2 separate regions of the Mus musculus genome follow, and region 1 is linked to region 2. Evidence: chromatin contacts called from public Hi-C data. All regions are on one chromosome and are shown on one strand. Each heading gives the region's core, a stretch centred on a gene start, on an enhancer-like site or on the middle of the called end of the contact. The rest is flanking DNA. Distances are from core to core; before and after follow the strand shown. Region 1 holds the start of Coq7 (demethyl-Q 7). Region 2 overlaps Rps15a (ribosomal protein S15A).

Region 1 (6,692 bases), core at 1,371-3,870, 430 kb before region 2:
AGAAAAGCAGGTTTGTGTGTTTTGAACGTCAAAGACAATATCTTAAGCATTTTATATCTTGCTACCATTGAAAGCCACTGTTTGTATTTATTTTAATATTCTATAAATATATAATAAATATTGAAAGTAGCTATATATGTGTTGGGTGCGTGTTGTGAATACATATTTTTTAATTTCTCCTTAATAACATCTTGATGTTCTCTCCAAGTAGCTCCCTTTTGTAATGGCCATCTAGCCTTCCACAGTGGTAACACACATTTCCAGTAACTATGCAGTCACTGGTGGGTACTTGAAGTAGGTATTGTCATTCTTCCCCCATAGGAACACTGGGAAATTGAACTTTAAAAGCCTTTGCAAACATTTTCACTTCCCGTCTGCTACTATAGGCTCCGGTTCTGTTTTTCTTTCTCCCTTCTCTTTCCCCTTCCTCTCTTTTCTATTCTCTCTCCCCTCTGTCTGTCTGTCTGCCTGTCTGTCTATCTGTCTGTTTCTCTCTCTCCTTCTTTCTCTCTCTCTCCCTCTCTATTTCTTTCTGGCAGAGCAGACCTGCAGGTTCTCGCAGCCACGAAATGTTCTCATCTCAGTGAAGGAGAATCCAGTTAGACAGGTCTTTACTTTGCATTAACTGTTAAGTTGGCAAATCAGACCTCACAGCCAAAAATCTGATGGCAGCTAGCCACTATGCTCTAAGTATTTGCGAACAGAAGAATTCATTTTTTCCTGGGTGGTACAAGATCTGACCGTGTGAGAACTTCTGAACACATCTTTACTCTGTAGAGTGAGGCTTTACCAGAAACCTGTCCAGAGCATGAGAGGTACTTGAAACATGGGACATGCTCTTTGCTGTGTGACTGTGAACAAATTCCTTCACCTTCAGAGACAGTTCCCTTACACTTAAAATACAAAACTAAGACAAACTTGCTTTTATATTTCAGAATTTGATTATGGAATCACATATTCTTCGTTGTCTTTTGAAAATATGAAAGTGCTTACTATAAAGTATGAGAACATTGAAAACCACAGAGAAAAATCAAAATTACACATAAGCACACAAGTTTTTTTTAAAGAGGCACCAAAGGCCAGCCTGGATGACACAGCAAGTTGAAAGTCATCTGGATACAGGGTGAAATTCTTGTCTCATAACCAGAGTGGGGGAAGGGGAAGAGGGAGGAGGAAGGGAAAGAGAGAGAGAAAGAGAAAAAGAGAGAGGAGAGAGAAGGGAGAAGAAAGCAAGCAAGCACAAATGGAGGGAAGAAAGAAAATGTAGTAGTCTCATATTTTCCACTTAAATGTTCTATTTTATCCAAAGTTCTTTCAAAGTTCATTGTTCTAACACCCCTGGAAGCTCCAGAGGCCAAAGCAGCCATTTCACCAGTTTAAGGCAAGCCTGAGTGACATAATCAGATCTGAACTCGTCATTACATCCATTTCAGGGAGCTGCTAACTGTGCTCATGAGTCATAGTTTGTTAGCATTCTCTTGATGGTAACCTTTTTAAAAAACATGTATTTGTCTGTGTGTCACATGTGCAGAGAGTCCGGAGGAGAGTGCTGGGTCACTTGGAACTGGAGTTACAGGCCGTTGTTAGCTTCCTGCTGTGGCTTCTGGGAATCAAACCCAGGTCCTCTACAGGAGCAAGAAGTGTTCTCAACTTCTGAGCTCTCTCTAGCTCCAATTTTTTAACACTTCCAAAAATTTCCAGTAATAACTAGGACATACACCTCAACATTCTTTTATCTCTTTAGGACAGATCTAGAAGTGGAATGCACGGGAAAGGTTCTGAACATTTGAAGGCTTTGAGAGCCAGATTTAGGTTGAGTATTCCACAGGAATATTTAAGTACCCTCACTGCCGCTAAGGCCCAGTACTTGGGCTCGTCTTAATTTTAAGTTACTGTAGTATACTAATTGAACACTATAATTATATAGAATGGGTTAGTAGTTTCATTTATTTTACAGTAGCTATGAATCAAATACCCGCCCCCCTCCCGCCAAGGGTGCAAACTCTAGTTTTCCTAAAGCCACAGTCTCTAGTGGTCCTATAATAGGCACTGATTATCCTTGCAGGTATGGTTTTTCCCCTTATATACTTATCTGACTTGAAAATTTATTTCTATTGGCTAGATCCTAGCTGTCATATTAATGGATATGCACTTTAAAATGTTTAATGTATGTTACTAAATTTTCCTTCCCTCAACACACAGCTATGTTCATCACTAATGTGCACTAGGCCATGAATAATCCAGTAAAGGATGAACAATGAAGCAAATCTCAATATAAAAATTGAGAAGGAACGGAAAGTAACGGGAAACAAACTGGGAAACCCACAATTACACCGAAAACTGGCATGTTTTACCAGGTAATTGCTGACTTTCAGGTGTAAATCGGCTCTTAATAGAGAAAAATAATCTCCATAACGTGGAGGAAACAACAGTGACCTGCGGGTCGCCTTTCCAAGACAGGGAGAAACCCTAACCTAAAATGCCTCTCCAGGGCAGCTCTGCATCAACCCTAAGAGCCGACCGGGCGCCTTCACGACGTTACAATGATCGACAGGGGGAAGACCCAATAGAGTACGTGAATCGGTCATTTCTAACCAATCGGGTGTAATCCAGGGCCTAGGGGCGTTTCCTCTGGCTCTCGGTCCGCGGCATCTATGCGTCATCACCCTGAGTCGAGAGCACGATTGGCGGGGCGTTTGGACCATAGCTGCATTGTCCGCAGCGATGAGCGCCGCCGGAGCCATAGCGGCTGCTTCCGTGGGACGCCTGCGCACTGGTGTCCGGAGGCCCTTCTCAGGTACCGGCCGTTCGGGGTCGTGGTTCGGCGCGGGGCTCTTCGCCGGTGACTATTTGCAGTGGAGGTCACGGATGTCACGGGGAGGACGTCTATACGTCACAAGCGCGCGACATGGGGGTGGGGTTTGTAGTACGTCTAGTTGATTGATAGGAACGGGTGAACTTCTGCAGGATGCCCTGCCGGGGAACAAGTGATTACCAGCCTGTGATGTGACGTCAGTGCAAGTGTGGAACTTGAGTGTCCTGCAGTGTCCCTCCGGTCTCCACTCGGGACTTTCTCAAGCAAAGTAGCCTTCCGACGACAGCATCAATCTGTTATAAATGCAGATTTTCGGGTCCCCCTCATTATCCACTGGATTGATAGGTTTTAGAGTTTTAAAAAGTGTGTGTGTGTGTGTGTGTGTGTGTGTGTGTGCGCGCGCGCGCGCGCGTGCGTGCGCACAATAATTAAATTCTAGAGAGGCCAGAATTGGGGTTTGAATCTGCAACTAGAGTAACAGGCAGTTTGTGAATCCCTATATATGGGTGCTGGGAGCCCAACTCAAGTCATTTGCAAGTGCAGTACACATTCTTAACTGCTGAGCCTTCTTTTGAGCCGTAGAGTCTCTGTTTTTATCAAGCCTCTCATGGGACTGTTTGTATTGCAAAATATGGTAAGCTTTGAATTTGGAATGGAGAGAGGTAGGTTTGGATTCAGGTCTGATTCATCCGAGCTGCCCCAGAAAATCGTGGTCATTTTCTCGAAACTAAATCTTCAAGCATTAGATTTCTATTTTGCCTGAAGGCAATATTGTTTGGAGGTTTGAGATGTGTTTTTGTTTAACTACAACTTATTAAGTAATTTAATTGAAACTACATCCTTTTGGTAAATAATAAGCCAGAATTGTCTGCCCCCAAATGGATGAGTAATCACACACACACACACACCACCACCACCACCACCAATACCATGAGAACAGCTATGAAACTTCATTAGATATTGTTGTGTGTGCCTTCCAAGGCTTGAGTCCAAGGTTGTTTTTCTTTCTGGAAGAGAAGAGTGCTTAGCAAGTGTTTGGATATTTTTCAAGACATGCCAGTTATAGAGATGTTTTCCTTGGTGATAAATGGATCAGAAGAGACTTTTTAAGAGCCTCTTAGTATGTAATTTATGTGTCCATAAGCCACTTAAAATCTTCTCATTTGCCACTTAAAATCTCCCAGATACCATGGCTGGAACAGCACTCTTGAGAGCTTCTAGCTCTGCGATTCAGCTTTATTTTAAAGTGTGTAACAAGGCAGTCAGGTCTCAGGGATGTGAATTTTAAGGTTCCTTGCTAACCCAGTGAACAGGTTAACAATAAGAATCACTTGTTTTCATTTATGAAGTAACTTAGTTTCCTTTGTTTCATATACCCTCATGATAATAATAATTAAAAAAAAACCTTAAGTGTGTGTCTCCTTAAAAAAATAAAACTAGCCTTGCTACTGGATAGGTTTTAATTTGGTTTTGAGACAGCCTCTAGCGCTGGCTGACCTGGACCTTGCTTGTTCACCAGGATATCCTTCAATTCACAGAGCTCTGCCAACTCATGCTGGGATTAATACCTATACTGATTTCTTAGGTAAAAGGACAAACACTACCCTCTCCCAGTCATTGAGTGCAGAAGTTGTGTTTGAGAGAACATTCCAGTGTGTTCTCAGTTATAAAGAATCCTGTTTATCACACCTCAAAAGCCAGCCATATAAACTTGGCCCACCTGCTCAGCTCCTTGTTATTCTTCTTTTAAAAAAAAGATTTATTTTATATATGTGAACACACTGTAGCTGTCTTCAGACACACCAGAAGAGGGAATCAGATCCCATTACAAATGCTCCTGAGCCACCATGTAGTTGCTGGGAATTGACCTCAGGACCTCTGGAAGAGCAGTCAGTGCTTTTAACCGCTGAGCCACCTCCCCAGGCCCCTTGTTATTCCTTAATATACTTTTTAAAAAGGAGTACTGGGTTGCCTTGAACTTTCTTTGCTAAAAAGTAAGAGCACAAGCAAACAAGATTGTGTTGAGAAATACAACTGGCTCACCAAGTCTGTCTCCAGACCCTGCTTTCTGCATGGAGACAAGCTGGCCAGAAGCATAAGCCCTTGAACTTGGACACAGAAATGCAACAAGTTCCTGATTGTGTCCCATCACTGTCCCATAAAATATGGGCCTCAAACCGTAGAGCCCCACTGTCTGAAGACAGTTTGGAATGGTTGGTGTCTTACACTCGGCAGGAGAGCTGAGGTGCCGTGTCTGCTCCACAGACTCTGTCCAGTTAGAGTCAGTGAGCTGAGTGAGGCAGAGCATGCCATGCGCAGTAGACCAAAGCCATTCTCCTGCAGAATCCACGTGCCTTTGCACACACAGCGCTATTTGTCCCAGGACTGTTGATGTAGCTCAGGGCAGGCTTAATCTCCAGCACCATGATAAATAGATACAGCATTTAAAATTCTACTTGGTAGCAAAGCTCACGTTCCCAACGACGGCATGCATACACACCAGATACTCCAATCCTGCCCCGTGGCCTTGTGTCCAAAGACCTTAAGCCTTCTTGATGAAAGAGCCAAAGACGTATGGGAACTTTTCCACCCCTTTTCTGGATGTTGAAGTTTGCTTAGGTGAAAAGAAGTGTCTTCCAAAGACATGGTGGTCATAGCAAGCAGAGAGCCTGCAGCACTTTAAACAGGGTGCAGCTAGAGTGACAAACCAGAGGGCCTGTGGGTTTCCGTTTTTATATGGAATAAACACACATTACTACAGGACCCTTCTGGGATGAGGTAAACATTCAAGATCCTCTAATCTGGAGCTTGGAAGTATAGTGAAAGTGTTTACATTTGAAGAAGAGTTTAGTCTGAGGTCAAACCTTGTCAGGCAGGGTCTCAGTCACCTGCCCGTGGAATTGGTGTATTAAAAGAACGTTGAAGCCTCAACTTGGGATGCCAGGCTTTGTCCCCTGAGCTTTTTCAGAACATCAACACTGGCCGCTTCCCAGGGAGACTTAGGGAGAGCATTATAGATAGCTTTGGGTGCACTCCAGGGGCTTCTGCTGTACAGCTTGAGAGGGGAGCCTCCCTTTCCTGAAACAGCTGTCACGTCAGCTGCCTTGTGAGGACAGATTTCGGTCCTTCCAGATCGCCATATGTTTAAAGTAAATCCGGAAACCCTAGTCTTTAGGTGAAGTCTTTTGGGTTTGAGCATTGCAGGTGATAAAGAACACACACTGGTAGATGTGTCCAGCCCTCAGGCTTGTCTTTCATTCTGTCGGCAAAAAGGCAACAGGCCAGCGATATGACTCAGTGGGTAAAGGTGCTTGCTTTCCAGCACAAGGGCCTGAGTTCCATCCCTGGACCCCACAACTCCGTTTTCAGGAATGTCAGTGTCCTGTGTGGATAATGAGACGGACACTTGCTTTTTCATTGCAGAGTATGGAAGAGGCCTCATCATCAGGTGTCACAGTTCGGGGATGACCTTAGACAATATTAACCGGGCAGCCGTGGATCGAATAATTCGGGTGGATCACGCTGGTGAATATGGAGCAAACCGCATCTATGCAGGGCAAATGGCCGTGCTCGGTCGGACCAGTGTTGGCCCTGTCATTCAGGTGGGTTCTTCCCTGAGTCTCAGCCCAGTCTGTTGCCCTGGCAGTGTATCTGAAGCCCTCGGGCATCACTTTTGGCTGTGTGCTCCAAAGGGAGGCACTTGGAACAAAGCACTTGCTCTGTTGTCTAAAAGCACAGATATGCATTGACTCTGGCTGGGTGTGGTGGTGCATGCCTATAATCCCAGCACTTGGGAGCTGGAGATAGGGTGATCGCTGGGACTTTGAGGCCAGCCTGGTCTACATAGGAAGTTCCAGGTCAGAAAGAAAAAAATGGA
Region 2 (6,598 bases), core at 3,955-6,454:
ACTCAGAAATCCACCTGCCTCTGCCACCCAAGTGCTGGGATTAAAGGCATGAGCCTTCATGCCTGGCCGACAGGTGCATTCTCAATACCTACCTAGCCATAGGGAAAGTGATTGTGCCACCATGCCCACTGAGTACCAGGTTTCTAGGCAAATGCTGCCACACCCTGTTTAGTGTATTGAATGCCATTTATAGAAAATTTTTTATACAGAGTAGATGCCTGTTAAATATGGATTGTTTGTTTTGAATCAGTTGTGTTCAGCGGGTAAGAAAGGCTTCTTTGGTAAAAATGTAAAGAATTTAATCTTTGGTTCCATTTACAGTGTGGCGTTATAAGCCCTAGATTTGATGTTCAACTCAAAGACCTAGAGAAATGGCAGAACAACCTGCTCCCTTCACGTCAGTTTGGGTGAGTTGGCTTTCATATACAATTAAAAGTCAGTGCTTTGAAAAGTTGGGATATAGCTGGGCTTGAACTGAGGTTTGTTTTTTGTAGTGGTCTTTTCCTAACAAGTTTGGCTTAAAGTACTTTAGTTGTTTCATCCATGTGGGTCTAGGGATGAACTTCGGATCTTCAGGTGTGGCAGCAAGCACATTTACCTCTAAGCCATTTATTTCACTGGCTTGGTACCTTTTGTTTATTTAAGGTAACTTTTTGCTGATCTGGAACTCAAAGATTGCCTGTTTCTTCCTCCAAAGTGTTGGGAATTTAAAGGCCTGTGCCACCATGCCTCATTTTCTTTTAAAAGCTTTATATATTATATATACAGTGTTCTGCAGGCCAGAAGAGAGTACCAGATCTCATTATAGATGGTTGTGAAGCCACCATGTGGTTGCTGGGAAGGAACTCAGGAGTTCTCTGCACTTATTAACCTATGAGCCATCTCTCTAGCCCCCTAATTTTTGTCTTTTAAGCTTAGTTGTTCCCAGTGTTATTGGCAGTCAGGGCAGTGTATAGCTGGAATCTATCTTTGGTTCCAGCATTCATTCCTTCACACTGCCCTCTTGTCAGTCACCCACTTGCCTAGGCAGTAACAGTCCCTGTGTGCCTTCCCAGGAGGGCAAACTGAGCATTGTTAAGGGTGGTGGTGAGCAGAGTGAAGCATGGTTGGAATAGTTACTCACCAGCGTGTTTGTTTCCTTCATAGCTTCATTGTGCTGACAACCTCGGCTGGCATTATGGACCATGAAGAGGCAAGACGAAAACATACAGGAGGGAAAATCCTGGGATTCTTTTTTTAAACGTAAAGCATAAATAAAAAGCCTTTGTGGACTGTGCTCAGGGTCAGTCCTTTTGAATCTCTGCAGCAGAGTAGCTGGCTGTGCTGACTGGTGACACTTCTGGTGATGCTCAGCTGTGAGGTTTTATGTAGATATTGAAAGCATGACCATTGTCTTCACTTCACCTCCAGCTTGGGTTGTATGCCAGTAACATCAGCATAAGGTGGTTAATGACAGGATGGTCCCTTGAGTGTGCAGTGAGTCTGGTTTATTTGCCAATGAGAAGCACAGGCCTCCTGTATGGGTCTTTGCCTACAGCCCCCTTTCATCACCCAGACTTGGTAGACTTACATTCTGTCACACTGTTGGCTCTTAATCTCAGCCCTGAAAAATGCCATTTCTTGGGTATCAAGGCTAGTCTAGATTCAGAAACCATATAAAGGTTGACAGCTGGTTTAAAAAAAAAAAGGCTTGGAGCTTGAGTTGGGTTCGCAGGTTATTCCAGGGTATCTGTCTGCACTTTGTCTCCCAGATTTAAAGGTAAGTGCCACCATGCCTAGCATGGTGACTTATTAGCTTTGTTGCTGTGGAACATACATCAAATGAAACATTGGTATGGCTCTGGTTTCACTGTCCATGGTTAGTATCTGGTGGGTGGACACCTGGTGGAACCAAGCTGCTCATCCCAGAACTAAGGAGCCATTCCCCAGAGACTTGTCTTCCTACTAAGTTCCATCCCTACAGCTTCTAGTAGTAGCTTCAGAGGTTGTGAATTGTGGACTTAGTCTGCCATAACATTTAAAATAGGTATTAAATTCAAGTCATTTGGTCACTCAGCACCCACGTGGCTCTTCAGAACAACAGAAGCCCCTCGGACTTGTCTGTTGGAAAAACCAGTTTGAAATAATGTACCTGCTTTAGTTGAGAAAACGCTACAACTGGTGCTGTGTCCTGCCATGCTGATGAGCTCTGCTCTGCGACCTGCCGAACTTGGGGGATCTCTACCCCCAGACTTTGCTCAGATCTGTTGATGATTTGTCCATGCAGGAAAGTTTACAAGGTCTCTGTGTGTCTACTACTTACTAGTTGCTGTGACAAAAATACTGAAAGTGTTTACTGTGTGTGAGGCACAAAGTTTGTGGGAAGCTGTACCCTCCCTCATTTTGGTGCTGCTCCTGCCTTGACTGACAGGATGAGCTGCCCCAACCATCGTTGCCATCTTCCATAAGAAGCAGGTGGCTCTATTGAGTTCCCTGGAGGTGATCCCAAGGGAAGGAGGAGCCTGGGAAAGTGGATCTCAAGTCCCCTAGTCTGGCAGTTGGCTGTTTAGGAAAGTCCAGTGTCAGTGTTTGATATGTTGTAAGGAAACAAATTCAGTTTTATTTAGCTTATTGGCTCTGGGGAAATGGCAGTTCCCATTAATTGGTGCTGTCTTTCTCTTTGAGGATCAAAATTAGCTTCCTGTTCAGTTGTTAAGCATATTTCATAGTCAAATAATCCTCTTATCTTTACAAGTGAGGTTTTCCTTCGAGTGGATATCAGAGTCCCTCCCACGGCTTCTATCCCTCCTATCCTTGTGTAGGAAGTTAAGCTTGCTCATTTGTAGATTAGTGGTCGGTTACACTGCAATTTAGAGTATCATGTGTACTCTACACATGATTGATTCTAAGCCCCCTTCCCTTTCCATGTCCTTCAAAAATTTTTTTATTCTGAGACAGTGTTAGGATTTTTCCTGGGCTAGCCAAATGCAAGAAGTGTTGGTCCCAGACTTGTAATCTTTCTGCCTTAGCCTCCCAAATTCTAGGATTATAGATTTATGTCATGTGATGAGTGGTCTTTTAAAGATTATCTTTTATTTTTTTTGAGATGGGGTTTTTCTGTGTAGTTTTGGCTTTCTTGGGACTTGCTCTGTAGACCCAGGATGGTCTTTACTCAGATCTGCTTGCCTCTGCCTCCCAACTGCTAGGATTAAAGCATGAGCCTGAGCCTTCATGCCTGGCTGACAGGTGAATTCTCAATACCTACCTAGCCATAGGGAAAGTGATTGTGTCCCCTTCCTCATAGAGGGGCATAGTCACCCAGGCCATACCTTTAGCTTGGGCTTTTGGTCAGTGAAGAAGTATGAAGGGACAAGAACACTATCAAGAGCCTAATGTGCTCTGGCCTGGATGGTCAGCACAAAATGAATAGACTTACCAAATTCTGCTGTCTCCTTGGTAGATGTGAAGTTGTTGGAAGAGTCCTAAATTTAGCAGACTATACTGTCAGCCTATCAGACTATAGGCTGCCGGAGGGCAAGTCTGCTACCTATTTCCATCTCATGCCTGCATTGTTCATCCCCCTATGTAACCCACCTACCTGTCACTCATTCCTCCATCCAAAAACTATTGTAGGTTCAGTGGAAATTTCAAGCTTGCCTGTCTCAGCATCTTTCTTACCTTACCCCTAAGGATGGCATCTCTCTTGGCTACATCTTTGGTTTATCTGGAGATCCTTGATTAATTTGAACAAGAGCTACCTTGGGTTATGCAGTTTATGCCTCCAGTGTCCCAGAGACCGGCATTTGAGAGATCCCTGATAGCAAACCCATAGGGTGGCCTTTTTTTCATCCACCCCATTCTCCCTCCCACCTCCCTCTTTTGACCTTGAGTCCTCACCAGAGAGAAACCAGGCCCACTTAATTAGTTCTACATGTGTACACTACATGGGTGCAGTGCCCAAGCAGGAGAGGTGTTAGATTCCCTTTTAACTATAGTTAATAGACAGTTTTTAAGCCCCAGTGGATGCTGGGAAGCAAACCTACATCCTCTAGAAGAGCAGCTATTTCTCTGAGCCATTTCTCCAGCACCATTTTCCCCTCTTTTAAAAGCAGGTCTTGCAGTGTGGCCTAGTCTGGCCCCCTGAGGTGTTTGCATTGCATGGCAGGCATGTCCACAGGAACACCATAGTTCTCACCACTCGTACAGCACAGCAAGTGGGGTGCCGCAGGGGATTATCACTTGAGTATAAAATAAGGGTTGCTTTAGATTGAATAGGATAACCACGCGTTCTCAGAACAATCAAGGAAGGCTGGGGTGAGCCAGCACCGACCTTAATTGTTTACTTAGTAAACTACTAAATGTATGCACGTGTAAGCTTTTGCCTTGATTGAGGTCAAGCTGTCGAGAAATGGTTCTCTTTACAGTGGATCCAGTCAGGATTGGCAGCAAGCACCTTTGCCTGCTGAGCCTACATGTTGTATAGAATGGCAACGTTGTGTAGAATGGCAGTACATTAAATGGGTTTTTCATTTACGAAGTGTGCTGGCTGGTTTTGTGTCAACTTGACACAAGCTGGAGTTCAGTTGAGGAAATGCCTCCATGAGATTCAGCAGTTTTCTCAGTGATGGGGGGATGGGGGCTAGCCCCTTGTGGGTGGTGCCATCTCTGGGCTGGTAATTCTGGGTTCTGTAAGCAAGCTGAACAAGCCAGGGGAAGCAAGCCAGTAACATTCCTCCATGGCCTCTGCATCAGCTCCTGCTTCCTGACCTGCTTGAGTTCCAGCCCTGACTTCCTTGGGGATGAACAGCAGTGTGGAAGTGTTAACTGAATAAACCCTTTCCTCCCCAACTTGCTTCGTGGTCATGTTTTGTGTAGGAATAGAAACTCTGACTTAAGACATAATGGTTTTGAGATTATGGTTTTATTTATGACTATGGTGAGCCCTACTGAAGAAGCCTCAGCATTCAGATCTATCGTATCCTGCCAGTTGCTTGAAGCATGAATTTGAGTGTCCCTTCTAAATAGGTTTTCATTTCTGTGAAATGGGTACAAAGAGGCTATGTTCTAGTACTGTGGTCAGGCTTGGGATAAACTGTAAAATGAAAGTGGTGCTTGGCATAACACTATTTTACTTGTTTTTAATCCTGAGAGGGAGTCTGAATGCTTCTGGGAAGAAGATGTGGAGTCCGGACTGACCTGTCCTGACTATAGTATGTCTGCAGTCCTAATAACAGCCCCTGGGGGGTTCTTCACTCTTCTCAGCTTTTGTACTCAGAGTGATGGGGGCTAGTGAGGCTGCCATGTGGGAAATCTAATAACCAGGGGTATTGGGAAAATTGAGATCCTTTTCTGTAGATGATGAATGAGGGCAAAGAGAAGCAGTAAGTATTTGGGGCCTGAAGCAGAGAGATGAGGGGAAGGGAAGTTATAATGGAAGTCTTGAGTCAGCTGACAGGAATCATGAGTCAGCAGAAACCTGAGTGACCAGGAGTTGTGAGTCAGCAGAAAGTATAGATAGCAAAGATGATGAGTCACCATCATTCTTGGTGAATCAGGGCTGAACTGTTGTTACTGAAATTCCTTTTTGGGTTCTTGGTCTTATCAATGAGATAATTTAGGGGCTGGGACAATGGCTAGGTTGTTAAGAGCACTTGCTGCTCCTGAGTGGATTCAGGTTCGGTCCCCAGCACCTCCGTCGGGCTGCTCACACTAGCCTATGACTTGGGCTCCGGGGAGTCTGACACCCTCCTCTGGCCTTCAAGTGTGCTTGTACACGCCTGGGGGTGGGGTGGGGGGAGATGGAGTAATGAAATGAAATTTCTGATTTTTTAAGTCTTTGAAAGTAAAATACAATTATGTTGGCCTCTCTCCCTGTCCTTTTCATTCAACCTCTCCTATGTGCTCTCCTCTTACTCAATTTCTCGAATTTATGGCCTCTCTTTGTGCGAACATGTGTGTGTGAATAAAATAAAGCATTTTTTTTAAAACCTCTTGTCTGAATGGCTTCTGAATTGGTGACCTTTTGAATAAGCTTGCCTGGTTTCTACCTGATCACACTATGGTGTGGTGAGCAGCTGGACTTGCAACAAACAAAACATTGGTTTCTTGCTCCTTCAAGACTGCTGGGCACTGGCCATGTCACACCTCTGGGTCTGTCACCTTGCCTGACTGCTGCTTAAAGCCACTCAGCACACACACACTCCCAGCTGTGCACACAGTCGAAGGAGGCTGACCCTTGTACGCAGCAATTTTCATTTGGGACAGGTTGCTAGAAACCTTGATAATCTCAGAGTGTCACTGCCTGGGCTCTTCTAAGCTGTCCTGGCCTAGTATTCTCCAAGGTCAATTTCTTCAGCAATTTCTTTGTTCTGAAGGTTTCCTAATTAGCTTCTTACAGCTGTCTTTCTTGCTTAAGTAATAGTCTTAACTGTGGGTGTGTGGGGAAGCCTTGTGTATGGTTGAACCTTCTGGCATAGGCTATAGTTGCACAGTGTGAAGTCTGGAGAGAGGAGAGGGGAAGCCCTGGGTGTGTGATGAATGGGGATGCAAACTCGCACGTGGAGACTCATGGTGGCTCCCTCCTGTCTCCATGGATAACCAGATATGTACACTGCTCACT

The links. Hi-C and Micro-C count contacts between places; a contact is called where the count stands out from the background.
Region 1: a Hi-C map of CD8 T cells shows a contact between it and region 2, with 4 times the contacts expected there. The contact joins the promoter of Coq7 here to the enhancer-like site in region 2. A contact is called at or near these places in 1 of 39 promoter capture datasets (embryonic stem cells), 20 of 484 Hi-C or Micro-C datasets (the BV-2 cell line, CD4 T cells, CD8 T cells and 11 more), 5 of 115 datasets of contacts at active chromatin or transcription factors (the 230-238 cell line, the NIH/3T3 cell line, cardiomyocytes and 2 more) and 4 of 9 other capture datasets (adipose tissue, liver, macrophages and 1 more).

What each region holds. Positions count from the first base shown.
Region 1 is chr7:118,529,284-118,535,975 of GRCm38.p6, reverse strand. It overlaps Coq7 (demethyl-Q 7), which reads left to right and starts at 2,620. Exons shown (of 6, transcript NM_009940.3): 1 at 2,620-2,797; 2 at 6,239-6,417. The coding sequence starts at 2,725. It overlaps Tmc7 (transmembrane channel-like gene family 7), which reads left to right. Exons shown (of 16, transcript NM_172476.4): 16 at 1-132.
Region 2 is chr7:118,103,742-118,110,339 of GRCm38.p6, reverse strand. Rps15a (ribosomal protein S15A) reads left to right here. Exons shown (of 5, transcript NM_170669.2): 4 at 322-407; 5 at 1,147-5,966. The coding sequence ends at 1,240. Among named protein-coding and RNA genes, the nearest start is that of Rps15a, 9.1 kb to the left of the region's middle. Within about 2 kb of position 5,204, at least 77 of the 459 cell types and tissues checked have an H3K27ac peak or open chromatin away from gene starts, as enhancers often do. A contact at or near this core is called in the BV-2 cell line, CD8 T cells, the G1E-ER4 cell line and 3 more, where this site is marked.